Regions from separate parts of the Mus musculus genome. Here regions 2, 3, 4, 5 and 6 are each linked to region 1. The links are chromatin contacts, called in public HiChIP or PLAC-seq and promoter capture Hi-C maps. All regions are on one chromosome and are shown on one strand. The core of a region is the stretch at or near the end of the contact, and the rest is flanking DNA. Distances in the headings are between cores, read along the strand shown. Region 1 holds the start of Qtrt1 (queuine tRNA-ribosyltransferase catalytic subunit 1). Region 2 holds the start of S1pr2 (sphingosine-1-phosphate receptor 2). Region 3 holds the start of Mrpl4 (mitochondrial ribosomal protein L4). Region 4 holds the start of Fdx2 (ferredoxin 2). Region 5 holds the start of Raver1 (ribonucleoprotein, PTB-binding 1). Region 6 holds the start of Tyk2 (tyrosine kinase 2).

Region 1 (3,095 bases), core at 383-2,882:
AATAAAGTAATAGGGTCAAGTTTCTGGGCATTAGATTTCTTTTTGTAATGATAGGAATCCTTTGACAAAAAAATGACTGAGCGCCTGACTACATGCTAGGTCCTTAGTAAATGAACACAGAATGACAGACTATTGTTAGTGACTACATGTATGAAGAGTATGCTATGTGAGTATGTGTGCAGAGGACTCAACCCAGAGCCTTGTGCATGCCAGGGAGAAAGTTGGGTTGTTTTTGTTTAAAAGATTTATTTTGTGTATTTAAGTATTTTGCCTGAATGTGGGTGTGCTACCATCTTACCTGCCTGGTCAGAGGAGGACATCAGATCCACTGGAAATGGAGTTACAGGGGGCTGTGTGTGCTAGGAGTACCATGTCCTCTGGGTACGTGCTCATTAGCCCCTATTTTGATTTTTTTTTGTTTTGTTTTTTTGTTTTTTGAGACAGGGTTTCTCTGTGTAGCTCTGGCTGTCCTGGAACTCACTTTGTAGACCAGGCTGGCCTCGAACTCAGAAATCCGCCTGCCTCTGCCTCCTGAGTGCTGGGATTAAAGGCGTGCGCCACCACGCCCGGCTTTTGATTTTTTTTGTATTTGAGTATACTGCCACTGTTTCAGAAGAAGGCATTGGATCCAATTACAGATGATTGTGAGCCACCATGTGGTCGCTGGGAATTGAACTCAGGACCTCTGGAAGAGCAGTCAGTACTCTTAACCGCTGAGCCATCTCTCCAGCCCTGATTTTTTTTAAAAAATAATTTTATGTGCATTGATGTTTTGCCTGCATGTATGTCAGATTTCGGCATTACAGACAGTTGTGAGCTGCCATGTGGGTGCTGGGAATTGAATCCAGTTCCTCTGGAAGAGCGGTCGGTGCTCTTAACTGCTGAGCCATCAGGTTTTTTTGTTTGTCTGGCTAGGGTTTTTTGTTGTTGTTGCTTTTTGAAACAGGGCTTCTCTATGTAACCCTGGCTGTCCTGGAACTCAGAAATCTGCCTGCCTCTGCCTCCCAAGTGCTGGGATTGCAGTAGTGCCCTACAGTGCCTTTTTTATTGCTTGTTTTTTGAGGTAGTTCACAATATAGCCCTAACTTTCCTGGAGCTTGCTATATAGGCTCACAGAGATCCACCTGCCTCTACCTTTCCTTGTATCAAAGGAGTACAATAACAGGCTTGGCTCCATCTTTTTTTCCCCTCCCTTTTTGTGAGATGAGATCTCTCTGTAGCCCAAGCTGGCAGGAAACTCACTGTGCCGGTGTCGATCTCCAACTGCACATAATCCTTTTTCCTCAGCCTCTGAAATCTTGAGATTCCTGATGAGTTATCATATCCGGCTGTTGTATTTTATACAGCAGAAAAACATGTCTTGGAGTGTTTAAAATACATTTATTGTATGTACGCCCATGCGAATTTGAATGGCTGTCTTGTAGATCCCAGAGACAGGTCATCGGGCTTGGCGCTGTGTATCTTCACTCGGTAAGCCATGGCACTGGGCCTTAGAACGGTGACAGCTATGGGATCTGGAAGTAGAGCACCCAAGCGTGTGGAGGGTGTGGCGTCAGTTGCTATGGTTCCCTATAGCTCTCAGATCACGTGATTCGGGGCACCTCGGCGCTGTCCTCTGTGGTCTCAGGCCACGTGGTTCCGGGACTGAAAATGGCGGCGGTAGGCAGCCCAGGTTCGCTTGAGTCCGCTCCACGAATAATGCGGCTGGTCGCTGAGTGCAGTCGCTCCGGAGCTCGGGCGGGTGAGCTGCGGCTGCCGCATGGAACGGTAGCCACCCCTGTGTTCATGCCTGTGGGTACACAGGCCACCATGAAGGGTATCACCACGGAGCAGCTGGACTCCCTGGGCTGCCGCATCTGCTTGGGCAACACCTACCATCTGGGGCTGAGGCCGGTGTGTGGATTCGATCTGGGGGGTGGGTGGCGAGGGGGTCTTTGGAAAAGTCTGTTGAGTAAGGCCCACAGTGCCGGGGCTCACCCACACCTGGCCGTGGAGCTGCGGGCACCGCTAACTTTTTCTCCCTCACAGGGACCGGAGCTGATCCGGAAAGCCCAGGGTCTTCACGGCTTCATGAATTGGCCCCACAATCTGCTGACGGTGAGTTGGGGTTGCCGCCCTCGGGCGCTGCGTTGAGGTGAGAGGTCCCCAGTCTCAATCTCCTGACAGCTTCGCTGCGGGGTCTCCCCAGGATAGCGGCGGCTTCCAGATGGTGTCCCTCTTCTCCCTGTCCGAGGTGACGGAGGAGGGCGTCCACTTCCGCTCGCCCTACGATGGAGAAGAGACACTTTTGAGCCCAGAGAGGTCGGTGGAGATCCAGAATGCTCTGGGTAAGAGGAGGGCTTCGAACGCCACGTATGGTTTGGATCGTCTTTGAATTTGGACTCTTTCACCTAACGAAAATAAGGATAGCCGGGCGTGGTGGCGCATGCCTTTAATCCCAGCACTCGGGAGGCAGAGGCAGGCAGATTTCTGAGTTCGAGGCCAGCCTGGTCTACAAAGTGAGCTCCAGGACAGCCAGGGCTACACAGAGAAACCCTGTCTCGAAAAACCAAAAAAAAAAAAAAAGAAAAAAAAGAAAAGAAGGATAAAGAATAGGTCCTGTGTTGGGCATGTGCAAGAGTTAATTAGAGTGTTTTGCCAGTGTCCTGGTCTAGATCCTCACTACAGCAAACAAACAAAACAAACACTTTAAAAAGGAGGGTGGGGGGTGGCGCACACCTTTAATCCCAGCACTTGGGAGGCAGAGCCAGGCGGATTTCTGAGTTTGAGGCCAGCCTGGTCTACAAAGTGAGTTCCAGGACAGCCAGGACTACACAGAGAAACCCTGTCTTGAAAACAACAGAGAGAAAAAGTTGGATGTCAAAGCTGGCAGTAGTAGAATTATACCTAAAATCTTGAAGTGTGGGGGTAGGGAGATTGCTGTGAGTGGACAGCCTGGACTGCAGGGCTCAAAGGAAGACACCCTGTCTCAAAGAAAAAAGAAAAAAAAAAAAAAGACAAAGAAGCTGTTTTCATTTCCTGACAAAACAGAGAACTAATGCCAGTACTGTAAGCACAGTACTGAATACAGAGTCATCCTTTTTTATTTATTGGTT
Region 2 (3,095 bases), core at 420-2,919, 440 kb before region 1:
GGGTCTTACTGTGTAATCCGGGTTGACCAGAAACTCATTTCGTAGATCAGGTTGGCCTTGAGTTCACAAAGATGCCCCTTAACTCAGTCTCCTGAGCACTGGGATTAAAGAAATAAGGCATTTTACCCAGCACAGCCCACCCCTAATTTCTATCAGAGCATCTGACTTTATCATCGGAAATGATCTTGTTTTCCACAGTATCGTGTGAGGCCAGCTACCAAGTTCACCCTCAGCCTCTCTTGCTTGGTGCAAGCGAGGCAGGCGCATGAATGAATGAAAGAGCCTGAAATTGGGGGGCTCGTTCGCATGCAAAGCATGGGGACATCTCCTGGCAGCACCCCTACCCTACCACTATAGGAAGCTGAAGCCGGGCGCGTCTCCTTGGCGACAGTAAGACCCGCCTGGCTCAGGCAGCACTCTCCAGCTCCTTATCAGGCCGAGGAATGCGTGGTATCCACACTCGCTTGCGCTGGGGCGGCGCCATCTCTCTCTCCTGAGACCCCGACACGCGCGCAGGATGTCCCTATCCTGCACAAAGCAACAGGGGGTGGCCACATTTCTGCACCCCACCAGAGGCCCCCCACATCCAGATTCCTGGGGCACTGGAGAGAGTAACTACAGCTACTTCATTCCCTCCCCCCCCCTCAGTGATGCTCCCATGTTGCCCCGCAGGGGACAGTAGGCTCTGCGGGTGTCGCCTCGGGCATCTAACAACAAGGATAGGGACGGGGGTGGGGAGGTGGAAATCCCCGGGTGAGTCAACCCATGCTCTAGAGGGGGGCGAGGTCCCAACGCCGTGTAGCCCGCGACAACGCGGACTCCACGCCACGCGTGCCTTCCTTCACTCCTACGCCCCATCCCTGAGCTAGGAAAAGGAGACACCTGGACTTTGCAGTTAATGTCCCTTTCCTTCGATACAAAGTGATTCTTCCGAAAGAGAGACTGAAAGAGAGGGGCAACTAACTGGAAACTGAGGCAAAAAACTAGTCTCACAGGCGGTGGGGCGACGGCCTTCGCCGGGGACCCCGCCCATGAACTCTGAAAGCTTTCCCCGCTCGCTCGTCCGTAGCACCTTTCATCCTAGCCGGAGACAGAGAAGAAGGGATGCTGCACCTCTCCCCAACAACCTCACTGCCCCAAACCCTGCTTCCTGAGAACCCCCATCCAGTCTTGCAAAGTCTCCAGCTCAAAGCGCTCGGATTCCGCCTTTCTCTTCAGCGCCAACTTCCTGCCCGAAGGAAGGCGGGGAGCTCAGTCTGGGGGTGCGCCACTGAGTAGGTGGCGAGCTGCCTGGAGTAGTGGGCAGGGGCGCATGGTAGATGATCTGTTCCCTCGGTGCAGCAGAGCCTGGAGCAGCGCGTGCAACGCCTGTACGAGCGCCTGACCCCGGACCGGGCCCCCCAGCTGGGATCTCAGGGTCTCCGTGAACCGCGGCCGCCCAGATCGGAACCTCCCCTCTGCCCCGCGCGCTCACCTGGCTAGGCCGGCCGGGGTCCCTGCCCTGGCCTGAGTGGCCTTGGCGTCTGCGCCCCGGGACAGCCAGTGGTTGGTTTTGGAGACTGTTGGCTGTGCTCGGTCTATGTCCCGGAGTTGGGGACCCAGGACAAGAGAGAGGCGGGCAGAGCCGCTGCCTCCGGCCCCAACTCCCTGCTCGCCCCGCCCTCCTCTCCTCCTCTTTCCGGCGGCGACTTGCAATGAATTCCAGATGTGGCCCGCCAGTTAGCCAGGGCGCGCACGGGGGAAGAGCAGGGCCCCTTTGTCCACACCCCCACACACACACTCCTGCCCTGCTCCTCCCAACCCCCACTCGTGAGAACTGCCGTGGCATGATGTCACGGCCGCGTGACGTCACAGCTCTCTTAACCCAGGTGACCTAGTACTGAAACAACTGTATTCCATTTGGCTTAGCGCCAGGCTAATGCTTGGGACCTGGAAATGGAGGAAATCACACTTACCTACTATGTGAGAACTCAGCAATTCAAGATTAAGCACCTACTATGTGTTTCTACAAGAAATAAATTCCTACACTGTATCATACCCAGCCCCCCAAACAGAAGACTTGGTAAGAACTCCCAGATCCAACTGGGCTTTGTGGCACATATGCCTGTCATTCCAGCATCTGCCACCTGGGAGGTGGGAAGATCAGGAGTTCAGGGTCCTCTTAGCAACCTTAAGCCACTGCCTGCTCAAGACCCTTTCTGAAAAACAACAGGCAGGGATGTGGAGGCAGGTGGTTGAGTGTTTGCCTAGCATGCATCCTCAACACTGCAAAAATATGGAATGGTGGCTTGGGCCTCTAATTCCAAACTTGTGAAGTAGAAGCAGGAGGTTTGTTTTAGAGTTCAAGGCCAATCTGGATCACATGATCCTGTTGGCTCCTTCCCTCCAAACAACTCAGGGTGAAAAAAAAATCCAAAATTAGAGTGAGTGACAGAAGGTCAGCTGTCCAGCTCCACTAGGCAGGGAGGGGAAAGGGCTTGTCTGGAAGCCTGACCTGAGGTCAGTCCCTGGAAGCAAAGTTGGCCTCTGACCTCCACAGGGCACACTGGCATTGCTGCACCTACATTCATTCACTGATACATGTACAATAATAATAAATGCATTTAAAAAAGAATAACAAAACCGGGCGTGGTGGTGCACGCCTTTAATCCCAGCACTCGGGAGGCAGAGGCAGGCGAATTTCTGAGTTCAAGGCCAGCCTGGTCTACAGAGTGAGTTCCAGGAGGCTGTGAGTTGTCAGTGGGTAAGGCCTTGCCTGGGACCCACAAGGTGGAAATTGAGAACCAATTCCTGCAAGTTGTCCTGTGACCTCCAAGGCCTGCTGCTGAGGCACATGCACACACCCACGTACATGTACACACCCACGTGCATGCACGCACATGGGTATAAAGTTAAAATTAATAAATTTTTAAAAGGCGCTAAAGAGGTGCCTCTAATGGTCAAGAGCACTTCCTGCTCTTGCAGAGAACAGAATGTCCCAGCACCCACAGACCTGACAACTTCTGAGTCCAGCCCCAGGGGATCTGACCCTTTCAGCCTCAAGGGCCCGTGTACACACATGCACATACCCACAATTACACATAATTAAAAACAAA
Region 3 (3,095 bases), core at 369-2,868, 410 kb before region 1:
CCTGGGAGAGTCCTAGAAGGACAGGGGGCAGGATCCTGGATTAGATGTGAGTGGAGGGACACAGGGCTGATAGGAGGGATTTCAGAGGGATATAGCCAGCCCTGGAGAATCTAAGAAATACTGAAAGCTTTCTGGCAGGACTTTCATTTAAAGAATCAAACACATCTGGAAAGAGGAGGCTGGAGGATTTCAAGATTACATACTGGAGTTCTCTCTCAACAAATAAATAAACCCCATAGGGGCTGGAGAGATGGCTCAGCTGCTAGGGCACCTAAACTGCACAAACATCTTGATCTTTAGCACTAAATAAACCAGCATGGTGGCACATACATATAATCTCAGGACTCTTGAGGTGGGGGGCAGAAGAATCAGAAATTCAGCCGGGCATGGTGGCGCATGCCTTTAATCCCAGCACTCGGGAGGCAGAGGCAGGCGGATTTCTGAGTTCGAAGCCAGCCTGGTCTACAGAGTGAGTTCCAGGACAGCCAGGGCTACACAGAGAAACCCTGTCTCAAAAAAAAAAAAAAAAAAAAAGAATCAGAAATTCAAGGTTACTCTTGACTACACAGAGTTCAAGGCCAGCCAAATCAGACCCCTTCACACACCAAAGAGAGGGGGAGGGAAGATCAGATAAAATTAGATTCACCTGGTCATGTAAGCATAGCGGTGCAGACAACCAGCAATCCAGACCTCCGGAAGCCAGACAGGGAGACTCTGAACTCAAGGTCATCCTTGGCTACACAGAGAAGCCTTGTTTACAAAAGAATAGGATGGCGTTTGAGATGGCTCAGCTGGTTAGGTGGCTTGCCACCAAACTGGATGGCCTGAGTTCTATCCACAGAGTGAAAGGAAATCGCAACTCCCTTGAGTTGTCTTCTTACTTCCACACTCAAACACAAAAATAAATTAAGAAAACTAAAATAGGAGCTGGAGAGATAGCTCTGTGGTTAAGAGCACTGTCTGCTCTTCCCGAGTTCGATTCCCAGCAACCACATGGTGGCTCATAGCCACCTATAATGGGATCTGATGCTCTCTTCAGGCATGCAAACAGAGCACTTATATGTATAAAATAAATAAAATATTTCTTAAAAGTAAAAAATTAAAATACATATATATTGAAAAAGCGAAAAATAGCCACATGACATGGACATGGCACACACCTTTAAAATTTTTTTCTTAATTTCCAGACAGGGTCTCACTCTGAAGTCACTATGTACTATATAGACCAGGCTGGCCTCGAATTGCAGTGTTGCTTCTGAGTGCTAGAATTAAAATCATGCAACACCACGGCCCAGCCCAGCACACATCTTTAGTCTCAGTACTCAGGAATCAGAATCATGTGGATCTCTCTGAGTTCGAGGTCGCCCTGCGCTGCATAGGGTGAGTCAGGAGTGAGACCCTTACTCTAAAAGACAAAAGTCAATTCATATCAATAATGGTAAAGGGAGAGAAAGACACAGGAAAAAAATGTAGGCAAAATACGCAGTGTAGCAGGAGGCTCATCCACGTTCAATAAAAAAGATAAACGCTTATTAGCCAGGTACCGCCCAGGTATGGGCGGACCCTCCATCAATACTTGAGGTTCATTGGTTAAAAGAGAACCGCGTCTCTGGGGTTTGCTTCCCGGCACCCGGCTCTGGCTCTCCGGTGTCGGGGCTTCCGGCTGTCAAGTGGAGCTGATCCACAGCCTCAGGCTTCGGGACCTGGCGCTGATGGCGGCGGAATCGCCTTCGTGACGTACCCGGCGCACATACGACGTCATCAGCCACCGCCGCGAGCGTCCGTACCGCAGCGACCTCGGCGCTGCGAGAGGTCCTCCGAGATGCTGCGGTTGTTCCAGGCCGCTTCCCGGGCCTCGCTTCGACTCTCTGGCTCCCGGGTAGGGCACTGAGCTGAGGTCAAGGCCGGAGGTCAAAGGTTGAGAACCTCCGAGAGCACCTCTAACTCCCGCCTGTCATTTTCCAGGTCATCCACTCTCTAGCGGAAGGCGCGGAGCGGCCGGCCGAGATTTCAGAGCCGCGAGATAGCGCTGGTGAGACGACCGGGACCTTGACACACAGAGTGGGGGGAGATAGCACAGAAGGTACTGAGCTTTGATCCTGACCCTTGACCGCTCATTTGTCACCCCCCGCCAGGTCTCCTAGATCCTGTTTTGCGCAAGTGTGAGCTCCGGATCCCAGTGCACCGGCGTCCGGTGCAAGCCTGGGTCGAGTCTCTCCGAGGCTTTGAGCAGGAGCGCATCGGCCTGGCGGAGCTGCACCCCGACGTGTTTGCAACGGCGCCTCGGTGAGTGCAGGGTGCAATGGGAGGAACTTGCCGTGGTTTCTCCACTTGACAAAAGGGGTGATCAGTTTCGCTGCTACAGGGCTGGAAGGCGAATGACTCAACCCTGCTGTCACCCTGACCTATTACATCCTGCCTTGCTCTCTTGTGCTTGGGTCTCCGTTTTGTCAGACCTCAAGAAGTTAGGTGACAGCCGGGTGGTGGTGGCTCATGCCTTTAATCCCAGCACTTGGGAGATAGAGGCAGGCAGATTTCTGAGTTCGAGGCCAGCCTGGTCTACAAAGTGAGTTCCAGGACAGCCAGGGCTACACAGAGAAACCCTGTCTCAAAAAACAAAAACAAAAACAACAACAACAACAACAACAAAAGAAGTTGTGTGACGACTAGGTAGATTAATCCACAACAGAGAAAATTCTCTAGAAGTGTTTTTTATTAGGGCTGGAGGTGTGCACTGTTAGAGGGCTTGCCTGCATGCACCTTGTCCTGGGTTCCCTTCTATAGCATACACATGTCCTGGTAACCCACACCTCTAACCCCACCAGCACTGTAGAGGTGGAAATAAGAGAATCAAGAAATTAATGGTCAAGGTTGCATAGTGAGTTCCAGACCAGTCTGGGCTACATGACACCATAAGTAAAAATAAAAATACTGGGCTGGTGAGATGGCTCAGTGGGTAAGAGCACCCGACTGCTCTTCCGAAGGTCCGAAGTTCAAATCCCAGCAACCACATGGTGGCTCACAACCACCCGTAATGAGATCTGATGCCCTCTTCTGGAGTGTCTGAAGACAGCTACAGTGTACTTACATATAAT
Region 4 (3,095 bases), core at 380-2,879, 340 kb before region 1:
AGCCAGGCTCTATGAGGCCACTAAATACAGACAGACATGGGCACGGGAGGCTTAAGCTGGGTGAAAGGATGCCAGGCTGTCAAGTCTGAAGAATGAGGAGCCAAGTCATCTGCTGGGAAATCACCTCTCACATTATAAGCACAGAGGTGCTAGGACAGGACTGAGCTGTGATGCCTGAAAAACAGCAAGAGAGTGGTGAGGGACAGCACTGTGCATCTGTGATCCCGCTTCAGTTCCACCTCTCCCCAAAAGGTAGTCAGCGGCAGCACTAGAGAATGGGGGGTCAACATGGAGAATCCACAATTTCCAAGAGAGCACAGATTCTAGCAGCTCAGTAAGGGCTGCTCCAAAACCTAGTTTTATTTTAGTGTTAATTTAAAGAAAGATTTTTAAGTGTTTCCATGTGTCTCTGTGTGGGTTGTGCATGTGAGTAGGTGCCATGGAGGTGAGGTAGTGTGCCCGGCACTACTGGTACAGAAGGCTGTGAATTGCCTGGCACAGAGCTGGTGGTAGGAAGAGAACACAGGTCTTCTCACAAGCCGTCTGCAGTCTTCAGCACTGGCGACCTTTCCAGTTTCATTATTGCCATCTTACTGGCGTTAGCGCAAAGGTGGTAAAACAGTAGAGACAACCTGTATTCTCAGAACTGAGAAAGCTAAGGCAGTATGATCAGCCAGCAGGTTTAAGGGTAAGTCAGAGACTCTGTCTTAACCATTTTGGCACTAAAGAGGTGGAGGCAGGGGCATCACTATTGTGAGTTTGAGCCTAGCCTGGTTATATAGCTGATTTCAGAACAGCCTGAATAACATGGACTCCATCTCAGTTCTTCCCATCCCACCTATTTGGTGATATGGTAGGCAGCACATGCCTGTAGTCTCAGGACTCAGGAAGTGGAGGCAGTAGGTTCACTGCAATGAGTTGGAGGCTAGCCGGGATTACATACTTAAGTTCCTGGACAGCCTGATTCACAGAGTGAGATCGGACCCACCCATACACCACCTAAACAAAAGTATTGGATTGTGGTAGTGCACACCAGGTCCCAGGAGGGTCAGCAGTTCAAAGTCATCCTCTGATACATAGTAAGTTCGAGGCGAGCCTGAGCTATAGGAAACCTCTCAAAATTACAAAAAGGTATAAGAATGCCAAGGATCTCCCTAGTTTCATATGACCTACCTTCCAGGTCCACCCCGTGGCGCTGGGCCAGGTATAGAACATTGTCCCCGACTTTGCCCCTCACCGGGATCCGCTTGCCAGAGCGGTCCACGAACACCACGTTGACCCTGGGGACAAACAGGGTGCAGGTGCTGAGCCGGAGGCAGGGAGTGGCAGGGAGGGGCAGGGCGTGGCACGAGGGGCACTCACACGTCCCGGGGCAGCTCCGGGCTGTCCGCCGCCTCCTCGCCAGCACGCCGCTCGCCTGGAAACACACGAGTGGGTGAGCGGCTGCGGCCTCGCTGCACGCCGCGGCTCGGCCCAGCCCTATGTACCTGTAGTCCCGAACGTCCTAGATGTTACCGCCGCGTGCCCGGCCCTGGGTCCCCAAGATCCCCCGGCCGCCCGTAACAGGACCCGGGCGCTCACGCCCCGGGCCATGGAGGCGGCCATGATAGGCCACGTGACCGGAAGACCTAGCATGCTCTGCGCGTCCTCAGCGACAGTAAACGCAGCGTTTGGGCGCCGTGTGAGGTCAAAGGTGATGCACTGGGATCTAGCTGGACTTCCGGCCTCGCCCTGTGGTTGGATATTTCTTCCCTTAGGTCGTACTGTATGTGTTCTGCTTATATGTACGTATGTGCACCAAGTGGGTGCCTATGGAGCCCAGAAGAGTTGATGGGTAGTGTGGGGCTGGGAACTAAAACTACGTTCGGCAATTGGGACCAACCTCTGAGTTCTCTAATTTTTAGACAGGATCCCCTAGTCTGGCCTTGATCTCCGAATTCCTTTGCTGGAATTACCGGTTATGTGCAACCAGTATTTAAATTTTGTTTGAGACAGAATCTCTATAGACTGAGAAATTCTTAAGTCTCTAAGCAATTCATATAGACCAGGCTGGCCTCCAAGCCCAACTTAAATTTTTAGGGATTGTGTGTATGAGCCCATCCGTGACATGTGTGTAGGTCAGTGGTCAATCTGCGGGAGTCAGTTCTCTCCTTCCACCATTTGGGGCAGAGGGATAAAACTCAGGCTGTCTGTGTTACCAGAATTCTGAGCTAGTTTGCTGGCCCATGGTTTATATCAAGAACCAGCCAGCTCTGATTTTTTTTTTAAAACCGTTTACTTACAAACTTTAATTCAGCAAAGGTCTATGCAGGGGGTGGGGGTGGGGTGAGGGGGTGAGATACACCCACTGGAGTGGGTTTGGGTTATCATGTTTGGGGAGGGAGGCTGGTGGTGGCTCAGCTGGCTAAGGGCAGAGCCCCTAGGTCCCCCTCACATGGACAGAGAGGAGGCCTGCTCCAGTGATCCAGCCTGGGGATGGTAATGACCTGGGTTTGAAAGAACATGGTAGAGGCCCAGTGGCCTGGGTACAATGGTCACCTTTCACAGACAGCAGGGGAGACTGTTGAAGCCAGCAGAAAATACTGGTCTCTGCATCCAGGCTTTGGGCAAAAGGGGTGGTTTGCCAAGATCAAGGCTTTAGCCTTCTGTCCACAGGGCAGACACCTGGAGAAAGGATGAACCCTAGGCCAGAGCTCTTTGGTCCTGAGCGGAGCTTTTGGAGCTCCGCATCTGTGAGGCTCTGACCCAGCAGGACCTGTGGCCCAACTTTAAGGCATCAGAAGGCAAGGATACTGGGGCAGGGGCTGGAGATCTTGGGGCTTAGGGTACTGGCCAGAATAGGCAGGCAGGGGCATGAGACAGCTATACCTGCAGCAGATGACTGGGAAGAGAATAGGGTTAAGCTGTTGGAACCTGCACATGTGGAATAGAGCCTGGGCAGGCCAGACCCTGAAGGAATCAATTTGGGGCTTTTCTGGACGGATGGGGGAGTAGATGTGATAATCATCCTGGTTGTTTTAAAAAATAATAAAAATTAGAAAAGGAAATAAAAGTCAATTGTCGAAGTTTAAAAACGGGGACTGTCTCTGATCCTC
Region 5 (3,095 bases), core at 234-2,733, 320 kb before region 1:
TTGTCTGATTCCCCTGTGCAAGGTTGAAACCGGTCCACAGCTAATTATGAAGCCATTTTCTCCAAGAGGAAAACAGCTGAGGCTGTAAGAAGTGAAACACACAAACTATCATGACAACAGGGGGCATGCTACCCAGGGGTACCTGGCCAGGGCTGTCATGACAACAGGGGGCATGCTACCTGACCAGGGACCCCACTCACTTATCTGACCCTACACTGTGTGGGTGCAGGGGCCACCCAAACTCCCTCATGTTGACAGGGCTGCTGTTTTGAATGCTGGCTTCCAGGGCAAGTTGCCTGGCTTCCTTGCACCAAATGACCTGTGTATGAGCCCAAGGAGATAGGGCTGGCAGTTCCAGATATGCAGGACACCATGCACACAAGTGTCTATTCCTTGTCTGGTCCTTTATTGTGTTCCCCAACACCTCTGCAGCTTCACTAGCCATGTGCCTATAGAGCAGGGGGTACTAGGGTGAGCCAGTGAGCAGACAATTTAGCAGCAATCAGAAAGGGCCTATCCCACCACCACCGGGCAGGGCAACAGAGATACCACTTTCTTGGGTCCAAAGAGCATTGCACACCCTGCTCTACATGGGTTCCCAATAGAAGGGCAGTCCCGGCAGACAAGATTAGCCACAGGGAAGTGCCACAGAATACAACCCCCGCCCCCCACCGCGGCATGTTCATGTCGAAAGGAGACTTCATTTTCCCAAATCAATTCTAGTAGGCATTGAGGGATGCAGCTCCAACTTCCGGGTCTACCTCTAAAAGGTGTCGATTATGCTTGATAAGAAAAGCCATGCTCTTAATTCTGAAACTTCCAGATTTGAGCTCCTGTCACCCGAAGGCAGAGGAGGGAAACAACCCTCTGAATATGCATGGGTCAGTTGGAATCTATTTCAATCAATCTATTCACAGTCTCCCGTACATATTTCAGCAGGGCCACAGCTGCCTGCCCCTTCCAACTACCTGCAACCTTCAACCACTTGGCCTCTCCCAAGTCCGATGGTCGCCCCTAGCAACGTCGACCAGCACTTTAAAGTGTTTTCTTTTTTTTCTTTTTCCTAACCATGCCCTTTCCACTTCGTTCTTAATGTTTCACGACCCTGGGAGAGGATATGACACTGGGGAGAGCCCCCACTCACAGCAGCGTTGGTACCGCCCGGTTTCCACCCCCCCGCCCGCGTGCGCGCGCACGCGCACCGTGGTGTTTCCCGCCACGCTCTCACCCCCACCCCCCATACCTGGTTGGTCACGTCCCCCGGGAGGCCTCGGATCAGTATCTTGCGGCGGTTACGGAACTGGCGCTCAGTGTGTTCCAGGCGTTTCCGGATCTCTTCCGGATCGAGCGGCGGCAACTCTTGTTCGGGCGCCCGGCGATCGACGGTCTCGGGAGTTTCCGCTTCGGCCTCCGCCTCTGGGCTCAGCGGCGGCCGGTGAGTAACGGACACGTCGGCCGCCATCTTGGGAAACCCGGCGCCTTCTGGGACCAGCGAGCTCAGGGCGGAGCGACATAGAGCGGCAAGGAGGTCGCGTGTAGTGATTGGTTGGTGGAAGCCCCGCCTCTCTCCCGGCCCCTTTCAGCGTATTGGCTAGAACCAGCCCCGCGAGCGTTGCCCCCTTCCCCTGACTCTGGGCCATTGAATAAAAGGGCGGAGCTGCAACATGGAGCCGCCTTACAAGGCAGGATTGAGAATAGGCAGGCGTGAATCCCTAACACCGCCTTAAGAGTTGGTCAGGTGCACACACCTGTAATCTAAGCCCTTTAGAGGGGAAGGCAGATCTTATGATGTCATCCACAGTTACAACGGAAATCAAATTCATGAGGATCCTGTCTCAAAAGAGAAAATGAAACGACAGACAAAAATTAGGTGTACTGATGTACGCATGCAATTCCAGCACTTTAGAAATGGAAGCTGCCAGGCAGTGATGGCGCACGCCTTAAATCCCAGCACTTGGGAGGCAGAAGTAGGTGGATTTCTGAGTTCGAGGCCAGCCTGGTCTACAGAGTGAGTTCCAGGACAGCCAGGGCTACACAGAGACATCCTGTCTCGAAAAACCAAAATGGAAGCTGCAGGACTTGAAGTTCAAAGTCATTCCCTACTATACAACTCAAGTTTGAGATAAACCTGATTCAAAAAAGAAAAACAAACAACCAAATAACAACGACAAATGCTGGCATTATTTTCAGCACTCTGAAGGCCTAAGCAGCCTGGTCTACATAGTAAGTCAGGGTTTCAAAAAACAAAGAAAAAAAGGACTAACTGCTAAGCATGGCAACCCCTGAGTTTCATTTCCAGCAGACTTGGTAGGGGTAGTAGAGATAGACAGCACAGGAAGCAAAAAGTTAAACAGGAGCTGGGGAAGGAACTGGCAAAAGACACAAGGAAGAAAAGATCAGCAGTTTATAATGACAGACATGGATCTCTCTAGCACCAGAAAACTACTTTCAGGAGTCTATGGGCAAGTGCTAATGTGTGTGTGTGTTTGTCTTTCATGACAGGGTTTCTCTGTGGCTGTCCTGGAATAACTTACTCTGTAGACTAGGCTGGCCTTGAACTCACAGAGATCCACCTGCCTCTGCCTCCAGAGAGCTGGGATTAAAGGTGTGCACTATCATGCTGAAAGTTTTATTTTAAAGATTTATTTTTATATTTTTTAATGTGAGTACATTTAATGTGTGTCACTCTCTTCAGACACACCAGAAGACGGCATCGGATCTCATTACAGATGGTTGGGAGCCACCATGTGGTTGCTGGGAATTGAACTCAGGACCTCTGGAAGAGCAGTCAGTGCTCTTAACCACTGAGCCATCTCTCCAGCCCTTGAAGGTTTTATTGATCTGGAACTTGATACGGCCCAATCCTCCTCTCAGTCTGGACCTTGGTCTTCCCCTGTCTCAGGACAACTTACCCTGGGCTGTATCTTTGGACGACAGTGTGCTGAGAGACACAGAGGTACTTCTGTTTCTCAAGTGGTAGCAGCCACTCGGGTTCTGCATCCTGAGGGTGTACACTGACGCCACTGCAGTGGTCACCATCCCTAGGGGCATGAACACCCCCATAGTGATGTTGGCCATCCTGGCCTTGATCGGCA
Region 6 (3,095 bases), core at 343-2,842, 280 kb before region 1:
CATGTGTATAGGCATATGTGTGCATCTCACATGTGTGTGTATGATGCATGGATGTGTGTATAGTGCATGAATGTGTATAGGGAAATATGTACATGCATATGTATGTGTGTGCATGCACAGTGTATACATGTGTGTGCACCTGAGTGTGAAAGTCAGCTTCGGCCAGAAGTGGACATTAGGTCCTTCCTCTATTACTTTCTACTTTTTAAATGCTTTTTCAAACATGGTTTCTCTGTGTAGCCCTGGATATCCTGGAACTTACTCTGTAGACCAGGCTGGCCTCAACCTCAGAGATCTGCCTGCCTCTGCCTCCCAAGTGCTGGGACTAAAGGAATACACCATGACTGCCTGGCTTCCACACTTATAATAAGTGTGAACATTGTGCCTACATGTTTGTCTGTACCTCATATGTTCCTGGTACCGATGGAGGCCAGAAGATGGGGTAAGATCCCCTGGAACTGGAGTTATATATGGTTGAGAGCTGCCATGTGGGTGCTGGGAACTAAATCTAGGTCCTCTGTGTTAACAGTGACTGTAACCCTGAGTCGTTTCTCCTACTCCTTTACCTTATTTTTTGAGGCATGGTATTACTAAACCAAGGTCACTGTTCTGGCTGGGCTGTCTTGGGAGCCCCTAAGAGCTTCCTGTCTCCATCCCCTAGTGCTGGAGTGACATGCCTGCTGCCACACTCCGGTTTCTGTGAGTGTTGGGATTCAAACTTGGGTCCTTATGTTAGCAGGCACTTTTCCAACTGAGGGAACATCCATTCATCCTTTATGTTATGATTTTGATGTTGGTCCAACAGTGTAGCCCAGGCTATCCTGGAACTCACACTGTAGCTCACACTGGTCTCCAAAGCATGGTGGTCCTTTTGCCTCAGTATTCTAAATGCAGGAATAATGCACTATACTCAACATCACACACACACAATTTTAATTTTGAGGCAGCATTTTACAATAGAGCTCACAGCAATCCCTCTGCCTCTGCCTCCTCAGTGTTGGACTCGGAGGCAGATAGGTCAGCAAGCCCAACCTTGAGCCCACCAGCCTTAGTAATTTATGTGACTGTAGGCGCACCTACATACAGTCAGATCTGCCTGTAAAGGAGGCTGGGGCCAGTGTCTATCTCAAAGGCAAGAGAGAAAGCGTCTGGCACACAGTAAGCGGTTAATAGTTGTGGACCGTATCTATTCCTGTTCAGGGCGCCATCCTGGGGACATGGGCTTTTAAGAGAACTCCCTTCCTCCTTCCTGGATCGTCTCAAAAATTCAGGTTTAGCTTTGAAGACGAAATCCAGGTAGTTTGTACTTGCAGAAACTGCATCTCTCCGCACCGACTGTCCGAAAACTTGCCTACCTATCTGGCCCAGGCAATAACTGCACTGTGCACTCTCCAGGTAACCCACCAGTCTCACTCTGGGGCAGTGTTAATGCAGGCAAGTCCCAAGCCTCCTCGCTGCCAGCTTCCCACAGCGGACCCTCTGCACTCACCGTTTCCGGAGTACTCAGGCTTGGGACCCTGGACCCCGCCCCACTGCCTCGGGGAGCCGCTGGAAGTCCACCGCCTACGCGCCACTTGCCATTGGCTACCTGAAGTGCGCATGCCTTTGGCTGCGGTCCGTCCCACCCAGTTTACGGTCCTACATCCCTATTGGTCATTGTACGAGAACAGCGGCGTTCCGAATGTTGATGGTGAGGGATTATTTTAGTCGTGATTTGTTGGCGTGGCAAGCGGAACTGAGGAGGCCTCTACGATTGGACGTCGAAGGTGAGGGCGGAAACGCAGAGGAGGGCTGCAGGGCCGGGCGGAAAAGTGAGGTCTGTAGGCGAAGGACCTGGAACCCTCATTGCCTAGGCTTCTGCCCGTCGGCCTACACCAGGGTATCGCGGCTGCAGAGTCACCCAGGCTTGAGGCTCCCAGTGCTATCCCTACACATCCAACCTCTCCCATCACCACCCCTTTTAAAATACCGTATCCCAAGCCCCACCCCCCAAGCTTTCCTTGAACAGTCTTTGGTGAATAGGCTGTAGCTCAGTGCTTGCAATTAAGTGTGAAGACACATGCCTGTAGTCTCAGCACTTGAGTGGAAAAGAAAGCTCAGAAGAGATGGCTCAGAGGTTAAGAACACTGACTGCTCTTCCAGAGGTCCTGAGTTCAATTCCCAGCAACCACATGGTGGCTCACAACCATCTGTAATGGGATCCGATGCCCTCTAATGATGTGTCTGAAGACGCGACAGTGTACTCAAATACATAAAATAAATAATTTTTTTAAAAAAAAAGTTCAATGCCATCCTCTCTACTTTGAGTTGGGGCGAGATTTGAGAACGACATAGGCTGTATGAGACCCAGTTTTTGTTTTTGTTTAAAGATTTATTCAAGACGGGCAGTGGTTGCACATGCCTGTAATCCCAGCACTCGGGAGGCAGAGGCAGGCGGATCTCTGAGTTTGAAGCCAGCCTGGTCTACAGAGTGTGTTCTAGGACAGCAAGGACTACACAGAGAAATCCTGTCTCGAGAAACCAAAAAAAAAAAAAAAAAAAAAAATATTCATTGTTATATGTAGGAAGACTGTAGATGTCTTCAGACACACGGGAAGAGAGCATCAGGTCTTGTTAAGGATGTGTGCCACCTTGTGGTTGCCTGGATTTGAACTCCTGTCAATCAGCAGCCTATGCCTCCCTGCCTGTTGCCCATTTCCGAGGCTCTCCAAATATGTTTCCTTTAACTTCATTGACTTTTGTCCCTAGTCCAGATCTATATTAGTACGGTTCCACTCGGCCGGTGCACACCATCCATGAATCAGAAGCAGATTGCAAACTGCTCCAGAGATGATCTACACCGCACCAGACCCAAGCAGCCCTACAAACCAGAAAGCCCTGGACCTGCTAAAAACTAACGTGAGCCCAGGCGCCCAGCAAATGAGACTGTCCCTTCAGCTGGGTCGGCAAATCATACGCTTGTGGTGAATGCCTCACTGCCCTAATTTCCTCCCCTACTCTGGCTAACAGACCAGCCTCCCTGGGCTGTGACAGGGAGTCCTAATTTCACCAGAAAGTAGTTACAGAGCAGAGAGCATAACCCCTTCTCCTCAACA

The links. Promoter capture Hi-C pulls out the DNA fragments that hold promoters and counts their contacts. HiChIP or PLAC-seq counts read pairs in DNA pulled down with a chosen protein or histone mark. Capture Hi-C pulls out chosen DNA fragments and counts their contacts.
Region 2: a contact with region 1 is called in a promoter capture Hi-C map of liver, with 5 times the contacts expected there. The contact joins the promoter of S1pr2 here to the promoter of Qtrt1 in region 1. A contact is called at or near these places in 7 of 39 promoter capture datasets (cranial neural crest, embryonic stem cells, hippocampal neurons and 3 more), 3 of 115 datasets of contacts at active chromatin or transcription factors (bone marrow-derived macrophages, embryonic stem cells and large pre-B cells) and 2 of 9 other capture datasets (adipose tissue and liver).
Region 3: an H3K27ac HiChIP or PLAC-seq map of T-cell acute lymphoblastic leukemia shows a contact between it and region 1, with 4 times the contacts expected there. The contact joins the promoter of Mrpl4 here to the promoter of Qtrt1 in region 1. A contact is called at or near these places in 2 of 39 promoter capture datasets (erythroid cells and liver), 1 of 15 datasets of contacts at CTCF or cohesin (large pre-B cells), 2 of 484 Hi-C or Micro-C datasets (CD4 T cells and the G1E-ER4 cell line) and 8 of 115 datasets of contacts at active chromatin or transcription factors (the SCID.adh cell line, T-cell acute lymphoblastic leukemia, embryonic stem cells and 5 more).
Region 4: a contact with region 1 is called in a promoter capture Hi-C map of adipose tissue, with 2.6 times the contacts expected there. The contact joins the promoter of Fdx2 here to the promoter of Qtrt1 in region 1. A contact is called at or near these places in 6 of 39 promoter capture datasets (the C10 cell line, cranial neural crest, frontonasal cranial neural crest and 2 more), 1 of 15 datasets of contacts at CTCF or cohesin (the NIH/3T3 cell line), 5 of 484 Hi-C or Micro-C datasets (B cells, Sertoli cells, embryonic stem cells and 2 more), 4 of 115 datasets of contacts at active chromatin or transcription factors (embryonic stem cells, large pre-B cells, neural tube and 1 more) and 2 of 9 other capture datasets (adipose tissue and liver).
Region 5: a contact with region 1 is called in a promoter capture Hi-C map of liver, with 2.8 times the contacts expected there. The contact joins the promoter of Raver1 here to the promoter of Qtrt1 in region 1. A contact is called at or near these places in 6 of 39 promoter capture datasets (the C10 cell line, cranial neural crest, embryonic stem cells and 2 more), 3 of 484 Hi-C or Micro-C datasets (embryonic stem cells and erythroblasts), 2 of 115 datasets of contacts at active chromatin or transcription factors (large pre-B cells and stem cell-derived neural progenitor cells) and 2 of 9 other capture datasets (adipose tissue and liver).
Region 6: a promoter capture Hi-C map of hippocampal neurons shows a contact between it and region 1, with 2.4 times the contacts expected there. The contact joins the promoter of Tyk2 here to the promoter of Qtrt1 in region 1. A contact is called at or near these places in 7 of 39 promoter capture datasets (the C10 cell line, cranial neural crest, embryonic stem cells and 4 more), 1 of 15 datasets of contacts at CTCF or cohesin (large pre-B cells), 1 of 484 Hi-C or Micro-C datasets (CD4 T cells), 6 of 115 datasets of contacts at active chromatin or transcription factors (effector CD8 T cells, embryonic hindbrain, embryonic limb bud and 3 more) and 2 of 9 other capture datasets (adipose tissue and liver).

What each region holds. Positions count from the first base shown.
Region 1 is chr9:21,410,205-21,413,299 of GRCm38.p6, forward strand. It overlaps Qtrt1 (queuine tRNA-ribosyltransferase catalytic subunit 1), which reads left to right and starts at 1,633. Exons shown (of 10, transcript NM_021888.2): 1 at 1,633-1,893; 2 at 2,029-2,097; 3 at 2,189-2,327. The coding sequence starts at 1,651. It overlaps Gm16853 (predicted gene, 16853), which reads right to left and starts at 1,516. Exons shown (of 5, transcript NR_045742.1): 1 at 1,243-1,516.
Region 2 is chr9:20,975,124-20,978,218 of GRCm38.p6, forward strand. It overlaps S1pr2 (sphingosine-1-phosphate receptor 2), which reads right to left and starts at 1,670. Exons shown (of 2, transcript NM_010333.4): 1 at 1,475-1,670.
Region 3 is chr9:21,001,119-21,004,213 of GRCm38.p6, forward strand. It overlaps Mrpl4 (mitochondrial ribosomal protein L4), which reads left to right and starts at 1,619. Exons shown (of 9, transcript NM_023167.2): 1 at 1,619-1,879; 2 at 1,966-2,032; 3 at 2,136-2,286. The coding sequence starts at 1,823.
Region 4 is chr9:21,071,902-21,074,996 of GRCm38.p6, forward strand. It overlaps Fdx2 (ferredoxin 2), which reads right to left and starts at 1,630. Exons shown (of 5, transcript NM_001039824.3): 1 at 1,488-1,630; 2 at 1,363-1,417; 3 at 1,174-1,280. The coding sequence starts at 1,605. It overlaps Raver1 (ribonucleoprotein, PTB-binding 1), which reads right to left. Exons shown (of 13, transcript NM_027911.4): 13 at 2,257-3,095. Gm38431 (predicted gene, 38431) reads right to left here. Exons shown (of 17, transcript NR_038081.2): 14 at 1,363-1,417; 15 at 1,174-1,280.
Region 5 is chr9:21,090,516-21,093,610 of GRCm38.p6, forward strand. It overlaps Raver1 (ribonucleoprotein, PTB-binding 1), which reads right to left and starts at 1,484. Exons shown (of 13, transcript NM_027911.4): 1 at 1,244-1,484. The coding sequence starts at 1,462. It overlaps Gm38431 (predicted gene, 38431), which reads right to left and starts at 1,493. Exons shown (of 17, transcript NR_038081.2): 1 at 1,244-1,493.
Region 6 is chr9:21,129,683-21,132,777 of GRCm38.p6, forward strand. It overlaps Tyk2 (tyrosine kinase 2), which reads right to left and starts at 1,593. Exons shown (of 25, transcript NM_018793.2): 1 at 1,490-1,593.